Linked DNA regions of Pan troglodytes: region 2 is linked to region 1. Evidence: chromatin contacts called from public HiChIP or PLAC-seq data. All regions are on one chromosome and are shown on one strand. The core of a region is the stretch at or near the end of the contact, and the rest is flanking DNA. Distances in the headings are between cores, read along the strand shown. Region 1 holds the start of PSMD11 (proteasome 26S subunit, non-ATPase 11). Region 2 holds the start of RHBDL3 (rhomboid like 3).

Region 1 (6,226 bases), core at 500-2,999:
GTGCACACATGCCAAACTCCTCAAGAGACATGTCTAGTTCATCTCAAAACTTTCACCATGATGATCACACAGGGATGGGCTCATAAGTTTCCACAGTCAGCAAGACTCACTAGCTTGGGAGAAAGATCTGGCAGACACTCCTAGTCTTTTACAGTGGGGGTCCCCAACCCTGGGCCAAGGACCACTACTAGTCAGTGGCCTGTTAGGAATCAGGCCTCACAGCAGGAGGTGAGCGGCTGGGGAGCCAGCATTACTGCCTGAGCTCCGCCCCCTGTCAGATCAGCTGCAGCATTATATTCTCATAGGAGGCAAACCCTATTGTGAACTGAGCATGCCAGGGATTTAGGTTGCCTGCTCCTTATGAGAATCTAATGCCTGATGATCTGAGGTGGAACAGTTTCATCCCAAAACCATCCCCCCTCCTCACATCCGTGGAAAAATTGTCTTCCACAAAACTGGTCCCTGGTGCCAAAAATGTTGGGGTCCACTGTTTTATAGTACTCCCTCTTTATAGTGAGGCCAGCACTCTATCCTCTCCTATGATTTCTTCTAAAGCCTCCCACCTCAGCCTTTCAAGTAGCTGAGACTACAGGCGTGCGCCACCATGCCCGGATAATTTTTGTATTTTTAGTAGAGTCGGGGTTCTATGTTGCCCAGGCTGGTCTCAAACTCCTGGGCTCAAGCGATATGCCCACCTCGCCCTCCCAAAGTGCTAGGATTACAGGCATGAGCCACCGCGCCTTGCTAGAAGCCATTTAATCCAACTCTCCATCAAAGTCATGAATCCTGTTTACAACAACCTGATGAAATGTCATCTACTTTTCACGTGAACACACCCAGGAATTAGGAAGGCATTCCCTAACCGGCAGCTTTTATCTCTTCCAATCACGATTTGAGCTTCACCAAATAACTCAAACCCCTGTTCCCTCACATATTAAAGGGGAGTAAATATCTGCTTTACAGAACATTGTTGGGAGAATAAAAGGAGACAGAGGAATATAAATGGCCTACTCCACTTACAGAGGAGGGTGTGCAATGTTAGTCCCCTTTTTGCGGCCTTTTATGGGACAGCACATTCCATTTTTGGATCGTCATCACCTAGAGAAAGGTCTTCCTTAATACTGAATTGTCTTTGTATCCTTTTAGCACCTTTCTTAAGTTTAACCCTAAGTGGTCTCATAGAATGTCATTTTTCCGTCCACACGACGTCTTCACTGATATCTGTGACTTTAGTTGAAGGGGCTGAAGATATTGGGAAGAATAATTCAATTTTTTCCTTCCTCCGTCCCTCCCTCCCTCCCTTCCTTCCTTTTTTTTTTTTTTTCTTCTTTGAGCTGGGGAGCTGGGTGAGGCTTCTGTGGATTCCCAAGAGGTATTTGTGGCGTGAATGGAGCAAAGGTGATGTTTCACTTCATCACGTCCAGCACTGTCCCAAGGTTAAATGGGCGCGTGAGGACAGTTTTCTCCGGTCCTGGCGGGTTTGCCCACCTGCTGGCCAGCGTTCTGCGGGAGTCAAGCCTGGAAAGCGTGTGTGCGGCGCACAGGCGTCAGACACTGGAACGCATTTGAATGGTGCTCTTCTTTGCCACATAGCGAGCACTTTATAAGGTCACTTATCGTCCCGAATGAATGGTTAAATCGTGGAAGCCGCAAAGAAAGCCACGCAGCTTTGACTCAATACCTAGCCCGGTACTCAGGAACCCCTCTCAGGGGTGCGCGAGCGGGGCCGGAATCAAGAAGCCTCTTTTGGGGTGGGCGGGGACCGATCTAGAGCTCCCACTCCGGGGCACCGCCTCTTTCCTCGCCGGCTGCCCGCTAGGAGGCGCTGGGGAGCTTGCAGCCCACCTGCGAGGCGGTCCCGCTCTCCCCACCCCTCAGCCCGCGCCCGGCGGAGAGACTACAGCGCCCGGCGGAGAGACTACAACTCCCGGAGTGCTCTGGCAACGGAGCCGCGGGAGCTACAGGCGGAGGGACCCGAGGGCGGGCTTTCCGGGTGTGTGTTTCCGGCGTCGGCGGCCGCGGCCGGGGACGGTGTGAGAGCGGTAAGATGGCGGCGGCGGCGGTGGTGGAGTTCCAGAGAGCCCAGTCTCTACTCAGCACCGACCGGGAGGCCTCCATCGACATCCTCCACTCCATCGGTAAAGGTCGCCGCGCCGCCTCCCCGGCCCCGCCGGCCCAGCTCCGCTTATGTCGGTCGGCGGCAGCGGAGAGGGGCCGGGCTAGCCGGCTCTGATGCTGCTGACTCACTGTGTGTGTGAGGGGGGCCGGGCCGGGGGCGCAGGCCGCTCGGAGCTCCCCAGAGCCTCCCAGGTCTCACTCTTGTGGGAGGGCTTGAGGCAATCCCCGGGTCCCCTCGCCGGCTGCTGACTCACGGGGGGCTCAGCGTAGGGTGGGAGAGTGGGCCGAGCCGGGCCCCCATCCCTCCCTAGCCGTGTCCCCGGCTCTGGCCCGCACGAGCTGGTCTGGGACCCGGAGCAGTGCCGGCCGGCGTGCTTGTCACGGACTGGTCCTAGAGTCTCTACTTGAAAGGCCTTGGCGAAACCAGCTCTGGACAGGCATTTCCCGCCGTTGTAATCAGCACAGCCTGCTCCGGGTGGGAGCGCGAGCGCTTGCTCTTCTCTGGGAGTTTCCTTCCACGGGACGCTGGGAGCTGCTACTCCTCAGCCCCACGGCAGAAAGCTCCACTAAGAGGAGGGTCTCTTTCAGAATATGGGAAATTCAGGGGTGACACACACCTCAGATTGGCATTTGGTTTGTGGAGGTGGCCGAGACGCTCATCTGCTCTGTGTAGGGTGTAAGAGTGAGGTGTTGGAGCGGGACCGCCTGGCTAGAGGAGGTGACTAATCTTTCCAGACTCCCTGTAGGGGTTGGAAGTGAGTTAAGGGAGTTAGTTGTCAGCCGCGGAGTTCAGGGAATTCTTTGGAACGGGTCGGCTGCATGTTGCCGGAAAAATTAAAATTTCTTAACACTGTAATACGATGGTCTTACACCTGTACACAACAGGAAAACTGAAATGGGAACCCCAGCCAGTCGCTTCCGGCAGCTTTCTGTTGGGATTCAAGTGTGAACAGAAATTTATAATGACAGAAGAAGACGTTAATGTTCACTCATAAAGGATTCAGTTAGGGCTTGGACTAGCTCTTCACTGCACATGTAATGGAATCTTTGTAGTGTAGTTTGGGAAGATCTGAATTGGCTCAACAAGTAGTATGAGAATGCACCTGTATGTGGGACTTGCAAGATGTTGGCATTTGACTTAGTGTGTTGAATTTTGGTATTCCAGACCTGCACGGAGAAAGGACAATGACAAGATCTTGATACTTTATCATTGGGGATACTAGAGAAGGAGAGGAAGTGGGCGTCAAGGTGTATCTTTGAATGATATTGGTAAAAGGTGTTTCATTTTAAAAGTTCTGATCTTAGGTCAGTTACTTCTACGGAACCAGAGTCATCTCAATCACCGTTACATGGGTATTTTATTCTGAGGACACACTATTATTTAGAACTAATGTGAGGAGCATGAATTTTAATTGTCTGTGTCTAGTGTCTAATATTTTGTCTTTCATAAAGTAGAAATTACGTCAAATATTACAATTAGAGTATTTCCTGTTGGCCCACTATTCTAGGGGAGAGTTCCCTGAAAGCTTCACTGTTAGAGCAAGCTTGAGTCATGGTGGTTGACGGCCTTACTTTCTCTGGACTCCATCATGGTTTTTGTCAAGTCATGATGCTTTGTAAGAGTAGTAGTAACTAGTGATGATCACTACAAACTTGGAGAGGCTATTCCATGTTTGAATGTTAAAATAGTTATTAACTGTTGAAAATAGGACAGATAGCACAAAGTTATTTTAACAGACCTCAATGCATTAAAAAGCAGCAGTCTCTCCTAAGTGTAGCTGTGCAGGATCTGGGGCTTTGATAGAGTTGTTTTTCTTGAATGGCTTTATAGACCTGCTTATCCCTAACACCACCCATCAGCTGAGGCTTTGCACAGACCTAAAGTTTATTGAAACGCTTTTGACTTACAGGCATCAGTAACTTGGTCAATTGATTTTAGTTTGTGGCATAAACGCACAGGCATGTTTAATATCTTCCCATAAAATAGTGACTGGAACAGATCTTGGCACCATAAGTATGAAGGATTTGTTTTGTTTTAATTTCGCTTTAACCAAGTGACCACAACAGAAACTTAGTGTATGTAGGTAAGCAAAATTCTGCTGGGTAGAATGAAAAGGCACATTTAAAATCAAAGAGAAGAATCCTTTTTTTATGATTTACATGGAGCATATTCTACGTATATATGATCTTTTTTTTTTTTTCCTGGCTTAGAGTTTTTTTTTTTTAACTCTAGAATTTGTCTTTTGGTAAATATGTTTGAGTTTGTAATGGATCTTATGAGGGTGAAATTTCCCTCAGTCTTCATTTTTTGGTCAGAATTTTAAGAAGGTTTGCATTTTCCTCTCCCAGTGAAGCGTGACATTCAGGAAAACGATGAAGAGGCAGTGCAAGTCAAAGAGCAGAGCATCCTGGAACTGGGATCTCTCCTGGCAAAGACTGGACAAGCTGCAGGTAAGTGCTACACATGGATTGTACCTGAAATGCTCAGTGAAATTCCTGTCTTTTGTTGGAGTGAAGAATCATGGGACTGATCCACAAACTGAATTCAGCTTTATTTTCTTGGCAAGTTGTTGAGCTTCAGTTTTTTAGCAGGCAGTTAAGTGGCCTTTAAACTCACTTCTTTCATGGTAGTTTAGTTTTGCAAATGAGAGACAATCTTATTTTGTTGGGATATAGTGATTTCTGATTTGTTTCTGGTTTTTGAATTCTCACTGTATTCGCTTACATAGAGGCAGCAACAGTCTTCAATAATTTCACTGAGCAACTCTGATGTATTTAAGATAGATAACAACTTTAAGCACCTGATTTAAAAATGACAAAGGATTTTGTATCCAAGTGACTCACTGTCATTTTTTTTTGATAGATTCAGAATGAGAATGAGTAAGACATTAAATGGAGCCTTCCCAAGACTTCTCCATTCATACCTAGGACTTTGTGCACATCATTGCTCAAACATTCTAGTTGTAATTGAACCATTGACTGATTAGATTTGACATAATATTCTGATGATGGGTGTGTCCTTGGAATGAGAAGGGAGTCCTTTTGATCAGGAAGGACCTTTTACCAGTAAAGTGGTAATAGTATTTAGAGAGAAGTCTGTTTAAACTTAAATGGGTGATTTTTGTCAAGTTTAAAGTGAATTTAGAGCTCATTTGATTAGATTGGATTAAGATCTGGTAAGTGACCTCATGAATTATTTTCCCTAAAATTATGTTGTTCAAGAGAATGATGGGGGTTAGTTAGCACAACTTCTTCAACTTGAGAACTAAAGATTTTTTTTTTCTTTTTTTTTTTTTTGAGACGGGGTCTTGCTGTGTCACCCGGGTTGGAGTGCAGTGGTGCGATCTTGGCTCACTGCAACCTCCGCCTCCTGGGTTCAAGCGATTCTCCTGCCTCAGCCTCCGGAATAGCTGGAATTACAGGCACGCGCCACCAAGCCTGGCTAATTTTTGTATTTTTAATAGAGACGAGGTTTCACTGTGTTGATCAGGCTGGTCTTGAACTCCTGACCTCATGATCCACCCACCTCGGCCTCCCAAAGTGCTGGGATTCCAGGCGTGAGCCATTGTGCCCGGCCAGTGATTTTTTTCAATTAAAGATAACTAACTTATTAATTATTAGGCTCAGTCTATAGAGCTGAATAAAGATGTATGAAATTATGAGGATGTGTTTACATGGGCCTTATATCTTACTTAAAACATCATTAAGTAGCTATAAAAAGAACCATCCATAATGGTTTTTGAGTGCTATGAACTCTTCTTTTTTTTTTTTTAATTATTATTTTTTTTGAGACAGAGTTTTGCTCTTGTTGCCCAGGCTGGAGTGCAAATGGTGCGATCTCGGCTCACTGCAACCTCTGCCTCCCAGGTTCAAGCGATTCTACTATCTCAGCCTCCCGAGTAGCTGAGATTGCCAGTATGCGCCACTATGCCCGGCTAATTTTGTATTTTTTTTTTTTAGTAGAGGCGAGGTTTCACCGTGTTGGTCAGGCTGGTCTTGAACTCCTGACCTCAGGTGATCTACCTGCCTTGGCCTCCCAAAATGATGGGATTACAGGTGTGAGCCACCGCACCTGGCCAAGTGGTTACTCTTTTAAACACATACATGG
Region 2 (6,884 bases), core at 2,988-5,487, 180 kb before region 1:
TCAGTCAAAAATAACTTACGTCTTCATCTCAGGAAGGCAAACAGTGGTAGCTCAGGGCTGGTTTCTCAGAAGATTAGAGCTACAGGTGGGGACAGGGTGCCATGAAGGTCAGTTTAGGTTTAAGTTGGCTGCAGAGAGAGAAGGGGCTCGGAGGGTGTGGGTCTGGCAGAGGGAGATGTCAGAATGAACCCCAAGTGAAAGAGGTTCTGGAGAAAAAGTCATCCCTGTTTGCCCCCCTTCTGGGCATTGCCATTGCTTTGAGCAATAATTACAGCCCTTCATGTTTCTTCCCTGGCTTCTCATTAGCTCAAGGTGTCCACAAACAAACTGCTCAGCCCCCTTTGCCTTCCTCTCCCCGCTTCCAGCAGCTACTCCTGGCTTTTCCATGGCAGCCAACTGTCCCAGTTCCCAGGACCAGAACATCGGGTCCTTAAAAAAACTCCTTCCTCTCTTGGAGGGCACATTTGAGAGACTCAGCCCTGGAAAGGCTCTTCCCTCTCTCCTCCCCCTTATCCCACTGGACTGTCATTAGAGGATGACCTCATTTTCCCCCAGGAGGCCAGGGCCTGGGTCTCATCCCCTTTGTATTATCAGCACCTCGGCCAGGGTCTGGCACATAATGGACACTCAGCACGTGTGAGCTGAATGGCACTGCTGAGCTGTCGCCAACTTTATCTTCCTAAAATGCTGCTCCAGTTAGAAGCCATCACTGCTTCTCTATCTCCCACTGGGCGAGGTCCAACCTCCTCAGACTGGCACTCGGGGACTCTGGCGACACAGTGCTCCTCGCCTGCCCGGCCATCCTCACTTTGTGCTCAGCCACTTCATGGTTCCCAACACAGTCAACAGCTTTCCTATCTCTGTGTCTTTGCCACAGCAGTTCCCTCCACCTAGAAACCCTTCCACATTCTCTACCACAAGCTTGCCCCTTTCAAGGCTCATCTCAACATCATGCTCCTGCCCTTCTAAACCGAGTTTGATCCGCCCTTCCCCAGCCCTTCATCCTGCTCTGCGTTGACTTCGAGTGTCTTGTTAGGAACCTTAAAAGAGGCCATGGTGTAGCGCACTTGCAGAATGAAGAGCAAGGAAGAAGTGCCAATAGGCCCAGTTCCGTGTCACTTCTCATTAGCGCCAAAGGTTCTCCCAGGGAGGGGCCTCTGCATGGCACACCTCCAGGCATCGATGAGTGCCTGCCTGCTGCAGCTGGTCAGTGAAAGTGACACCATGCCTACTCCCTCCTCTGCCCCCAAAATGCCACAGAATATGCCAGTCCTTAGGCTGTCTCAGGTGAGAGTAGAACAAAAGGTGTCAGGGTGCCTAGCCACTCCTATCCCCTGGAGCTTTCTAGGCCTGGACCCCAGGCCCCATGTCCTACTGCCTGCTGGGGAGTGGGCTGCAGATTCGCCTGGAGCTGAGGGGCAGAGTGGTCTGACCAGCTGGGCGTAGGTGACATTGAGGACAACAGGTAAAGGGTGGCCTCAGGCTCATGGAGGATGATGGATGTAACAACTTGTCCTAACAGTCTCCAAGTCCAGACACCATCACCTCCCAGCAAGGGCCAAGGTGAGAGAAGCTGCCCCGTGAAGCAAGAATCCTGGTGAGAGATCAGGAATTCCTTCTTAGGAGACTTTTGGAAACATAGCCTGCCAAGGCGGGGTAAATGTTCCTAGGGACAGAAGGAGGAACAAGATAGCCTTCTGGATGTTTCCCATCTTCCCTCTCCCTTTTATTCTAACTGCTGCTGCCCTTGTGACCTCTTCCTTGGACAGCACCTCTCATGGCCCTCTGCTCAGGCCAACCTCCCTCCTGTCTAGACTCTACACTACAGCCAAAGGGATCTTTTTTGTTTGTTTTGAGACGGAGTCTCACTCTGTCGCCCAGGCTGGAGTGCAGTGGCAGATCTCGGCTCACTGCAAGCTCCGCCTCCTGTGTTCAAGTGATTCTCCTGCCTTAGCCTCCCGAGTAGCTGGGATTACAGGCGCCCACCACCACGCCTGGCTAATTTTTTGTATTTTTTAGTAGAGACAGGGTTTCACTGTGTTAGCCAGGACGGTCTCAATCTCCTGACCTCGTGATCCGCCCGCCTTGGTCTCCCAAAGTGCTGGGATTACAGCCGTGAGCCACCGCGCCTGGCCAGGGATCTTTTAAATATTACTCTACTGCTCACAATCCTTCAATGGCTCCCTATTGCCCTTAGGTAAAGTCCAAGCTCTTTTCCCATGAAACTCACAGCCCCTCACAACCTTCCCGTCCAGGCTGGGCTCTTTAGATTGGTCATCGTGCTCCAGCTTCCAGCCATGCCAAACTGCTTGTCGTTTGCCTTCCATATGATGCTGCTCCACAAGCCTGGTCGTGCTGTTCCCTCTACCTGGAACACCTCCTTCACCTTTTCCATGTTGCCTAGTTCTGGAGGCTTATCCTTTGGGAAGCCTTCCTGGACCCACAGCGACCCCCTCCTTTGGAGTTCTACACCTTCTGGGCTTCCCTTGAATCCAGGACTTACCCTTGTGTTGAATGTGACTGTCACCCCCAATTATCCATTTCTGGAGGGCAGGGTCTGGTTCTTATTCACCTCTGTATTCTCAAAGCTCCGTCATTGGTACTTAGTAGGAGCTTAATACATGTTCAGGAACAGAACTGAGCCTGCTAAGCTCCCTTCCCCATGAAGGGATGACAGAGTTGGATATGTTGTTAAGAGCTGTCCCTGGGCTGATGAAGCTCCCATGGGTAGCTGGTATCAGAACACTGTCCAGGGTGGCTGGGCATCCCAGCAGAGTGGCCAACCCTTTTCTGTGCCCTTCTCCTTCCAGTTCCCCTGGAACCAGACTTCCTGGCCCACTTCTCTAGTCCCAGAGATCTAAGTATAACAGAGCCAACACCCATACCGGTCATGCAAATGACAGCCTGGGATGCAGGAGGCAGCAACACAGACCCCAGGGCCCCAGCAGTCACTTGTCCTTCTGGGCTCCTCTTCACAAAGAATCAGCCTCTCTTCTGTCCCCTGAAGGCTGTTTTCAAAATCACACCCCATGCAGACAGTTTTATTTACAAGGAAATCTTGGCAGGATCTTGACTTGTTAGTAGAGTAGGGATGGGGAGGAGGGTGGTGAGAAACAAAAATAGTTGAAATGATCACACTTTCTGAAACAGAGATGAAAATTGGTGTCTGTAGCAAACTCACCTAATTAGAATCAAGTGAATTCCCTTCTCGGTGTTTAAGGGGAGCAGTCATTGCTGGGCGATGGTCGCAGTTCGGATCCTGGGCACGGGGTTATGTCTTTGCTTTCTGAAGATGACTGCATTAGTTGCAGCTCTCACTAATGGAAAGGAGCCTGTTCCGTTTCCGAGAGGAAGGAAGAGGGCAAAGACTAGTGAGTGAGTGGGTGGTGGGAAGAGGAAAACAAGAGGAGTGGAAGGGCACAGCCTTCCTGGAGAAGCCCCTTGAGCCTCTGGGGAGAGCTGGCCCCTGCCAGGCCGGCCACTAGCACCATTTACAGCCAGAGCCTCTGCTTCGGGAGATGGTCTCTCTTGGGGGCGCTTTCCTGCAGGGAAACAGCATCGATTGTTTTCTTTAAAAGATCCCCTACTCCTTTTTGGCTAACTTCCTTTCTGATTGCTTTAGTTTCTTTAGCGTCCCTCTCCCCAGATGGGGCATTTCCCTGGGCTTACCTTTGTCCACGTGGTCAAATGAAGCCTGGGCATGGTCACTTAGCTCCGGGTGTAGAAAGGGCAAGATTTAGGCTTTGGGGCCCAGGACCCCGCAATCTGACTTCTCCCATTTCTGGGCCTCCCAAGACCTCCCAGAATCTGAGACCGCAGTGAATAGGGCGTAAGGATAATGGGGCGGGAGGGAGGGATCCCCTCCTTACAACATCGCGCCCCCAATTCACTCCTAGTTAACCCTGACGTCGCCAACATCGTGTCTCCATCACATATCTGCCACCACCAAGTGATGGTTAAGCCGATGGAAGAGCCAAGCCCGGGCCCGGAGTGCAGGCCGGTGGTGACCGGGCCGGGGACGGCGCAGTCCCCATCCCCGCCCCGGGCAGCGCCGCCACTTCCTCGCCAGCCCCGCCGCAGCCCTCCCGCTCCCGGGCCGCGCCGCTCTGACCGACTGGGCCCGGGTGGCGGCGCCCGGGGTGGGGTGCGGGGCGGGGGCCGGCGTTCCCCGCGAGCAGCCCCGCCCCCGCCCGCGCGCCGCCCCCGAAGACTCCGCGGGGAGGAGGAGACTCGGGCGCAGAGCGGGGGCCGCGAGAAGCGGGAAGGGAGCGCGGGGAGCGGCGGGGCCGGGGCCGGCCCAAGGGCGCCCTCGCCTCGGAGCCGGGCGCGAGGGCCGGGGCGGAGGCGGAGGCCAGCGGGGCAGCTAGCGCAGTGAAGTTTGGCGGCGGAGGGGCCGGGCGTCCCGGGGTCGCGAGGAGGCGGCGGCGGCGCGGGGACCGGGGCCATGGGGGCGGGCGCGGGCTGCGGGGCGGGCGCGGAGGCGGCGCGGCGCGCACTGAGCCCCCGGAGCGGCGCGGCCGCCGCGGCGCAAAGTTAGCCCGGCGCCCCGGGACGAGCCCCGCAGCCGCCGCCGCCGCCCCCGGACCCCGTCTCGGCCATGGGCGAGCACCCCAGCCCGGGCCCCGCGGTGGCCGCCTGCGCCGAGGCGGAGCGCATCGAGGAGCTGGAACCCGAGGCCGAGGAGCGGCTGCCCGCGGCGCCGGAGGACGTGAGTGCCCCCTCCCCGCCCGGCAAACTTTCTAGGGGGCGCCGGGGGGAAAAGCCGCCCCTGTCTCGCCCCACGCCGGGCAACTTGGAGGTTTCAAGGTGACGCGGGAGCGCCCCGGATTGGCCGGGTCCCCGCGGGCAGGAGGGGGCGGAGGGACCGGTCTCCCCGAAACGCGCGCGCACCGCTTCCCCCGCTCTGGTTCCCGCGGCTTCCCTGCGGGACACAGCACCGCCACTGCGCCGCGGACCTGTCACCGCCGGAGCCCCCTCCCCGCCGCTGGTGCAGTGCCCGGGACACGGCGTTTTCCCGCAGAGGCGGCCGCGTCACGGCGGTGACTCCCCCTCCCCTCACGCCCGCGACCTGCGAGCTCCCGGAGCTGGGGAAGGAGCGGACGCCGCAGAGTCCCCGTCCCTGGCCGTGCAAGCCGGTCTGGCGACCCCTTCCTCCGCTCCCGGATTAGCTCCCGCCCGGCACCTGCCTTGCCGCGACACTGATTGAAATTCAAGCCGGCCCCCGCCTCTGACCCCGGCCGGAGCAGGGAGGGAAAGAGTGCTGGGAGCGGCTTTGCTCCTAGAAGGAGGCCCGGGAGTCCAAGACCGTGGCGGTGCCAGGGGACGGTCCCCTGAGCGAGTAGAGGGAGGGGCTGCCCCGAGGGCTTCCCCGCCGTCTGCTGCTCGGGTCTCCATCCCTCCGGTCCTGCGGGCCGGCCCTGCGAAGCCCTGGGAACTGGAGTTTCTTGGGTTAACCTCCCGGGGCTAACCTACACATAGGGGTGAAAAACCGGGCAGACACCCTGCCCTGCCCACCCCTCCCTCAGGGTGGGGAGATGGAAGTGAAACCAGGCCCCCAACCCACACAACCAAAGCGGGAAAGTCTGAATGGGGTTGGGGGGTAGTTTACGATCTTCTCTCTTTGGCGTCTGCGGTTAAATCCATCACTTCCTTCTGGCCCTAAACCCCTGGCAGAATCTGATGTAGTCACCACTTAGACTCAGCCTTGGAAGAGAATGGGTGGGCTTCACCGCATTCGGCATTCACCACCCCTCCTTCCCCGCAAAAAAACAAAAAACGAACAAACAAACAAAAAACTGCAGGCAAAATGTTAGTGTTTATGCAGAGGTGAGTTCTCCTGGTTGGGGGGGGAGGGGGCTCTAGCCCCCAGCAGGTGAGACTCATTGCGCCGGGGTCTGATGGGATTGCACCTGGCCATGCTCTCCCAGGCCTGGGAGTAGCTGTGGACATAGGCTTTAGGCAGCAGAAATTATTAGAGGCGCTTGGACATATTTGGACGCCTTTATTTAGTAATTGTTGAGAATCACTTGTTCTGCCAGTTCCAGAACCAGCAACACCCACCTTGCCGCCCCCGCCCCCACCCCATCCCTTACTGTGAGTTTCCTCCCTCTGCTCAGTGTGGACTCATTGGGGAGCTCCTCCCAGACTTCCCCTGCTCTCCTGTGGCCAGTCCCTGAGCCTGGTCATGACTCCTGGGCAGCCGCTGGGAGGCTATGTCAGAAACATCCGAGGACTACAGAGACCTTGGTGATAAGTGTGTCTTTCTTTCTCTCCTCTTCTTCCTCTCCTGCATGGCCTCCCTCTCTGCCAGCACTGGAAAGTCCTGTTTGATCAGGTATGTGAGCAGTTAACCCCCCATTTCCTTCCAGCCCTCCCTGAAATCGGTCTCAGTCTCCCTGCTTGCGTGGGCTTCCCTAGCTCCGCGCTCCTGAGATGGTGACGTGGGGTGGGGGTGTGGCTTTGTGCATCTCTGGGGCTGAACGACACTGCTCTCCAGGTATCAGGAGGAAGAGATGGGCTCTCCTGAGAGGATCTCCCTCCTGCCTCCTCCGTACTCTGCTGCACCAGAGCCGGGTTTACACCATGTAGAAATTGGACGTTATATATTGAATGCCTGGGAAATCCTCCATATGCCAGGGGATTGCAGTAGGGGGCTGGAGAGGTGGGGGAAGGGCTTGGGCTGACAATCCCTCTCCGTTTCTACCTCCACTATGGAGGGTCCATGGCCACCGCTGAAGTCAAATCTCTGCCATCCTTGGGGGCTGACTCACAGTATGGACTCTTTTGAAGGCTAATTCAATGTCTTTAATTCTGTCATAGGGATGAGGGAGTGCTGGGAGGTTACAGAGGGGAAATTGTGTGTGATTCTTCGCAATGCCTGGAGT

What was found. HiChIP or PLAC-seq counts read pairs in DNA pulled down with a chosen protein or histone mark.
Region 2: a contact with region 1 is called in an H3K4me3 HiChIP or PLAC-seq map of stem cell-derived excitatory neurons, with 2.0 times the contacts expected there. The contact joins the promoter of RHBDL3 here to the promoter of PSMD11 in region 1. A contact is called at or near these places in 1 of 7 Hi-C or Micro-C datasets (stem cell-derived neural progenitor cells) and 1 of 1 datasets of contacts at active chromatin or transcription factors (stem cell-derived excitatory neurons).

Annotation. Positions count from the first base shown.
Region 1 is chr19:35,141,591-35,147,816 of NHGRI_mPanTro3-v2.0_pri, reverse strand. PSMD11 (proteasome 26S subunit, non-ATPase 11) reads left to right here and starts at 1,749. Exons shown (of 14, transcript XM_054670054.2): 1 at 1,749-2,138; 2 at 4,468-4,569. The coding sequence starts at 2,048.
Region 2 is chr19:35,322,279-35,329,162 of NHGRI_mPanTro3-v2.0_pri, reverse strand. RHBDL3 (rhomboid like 3) reads left to right here and starts at 4,237. Exons shown (of 8, transcript XM_016932028.4): 1 at 4,237-4,708. The coding sequence starts at 4,598.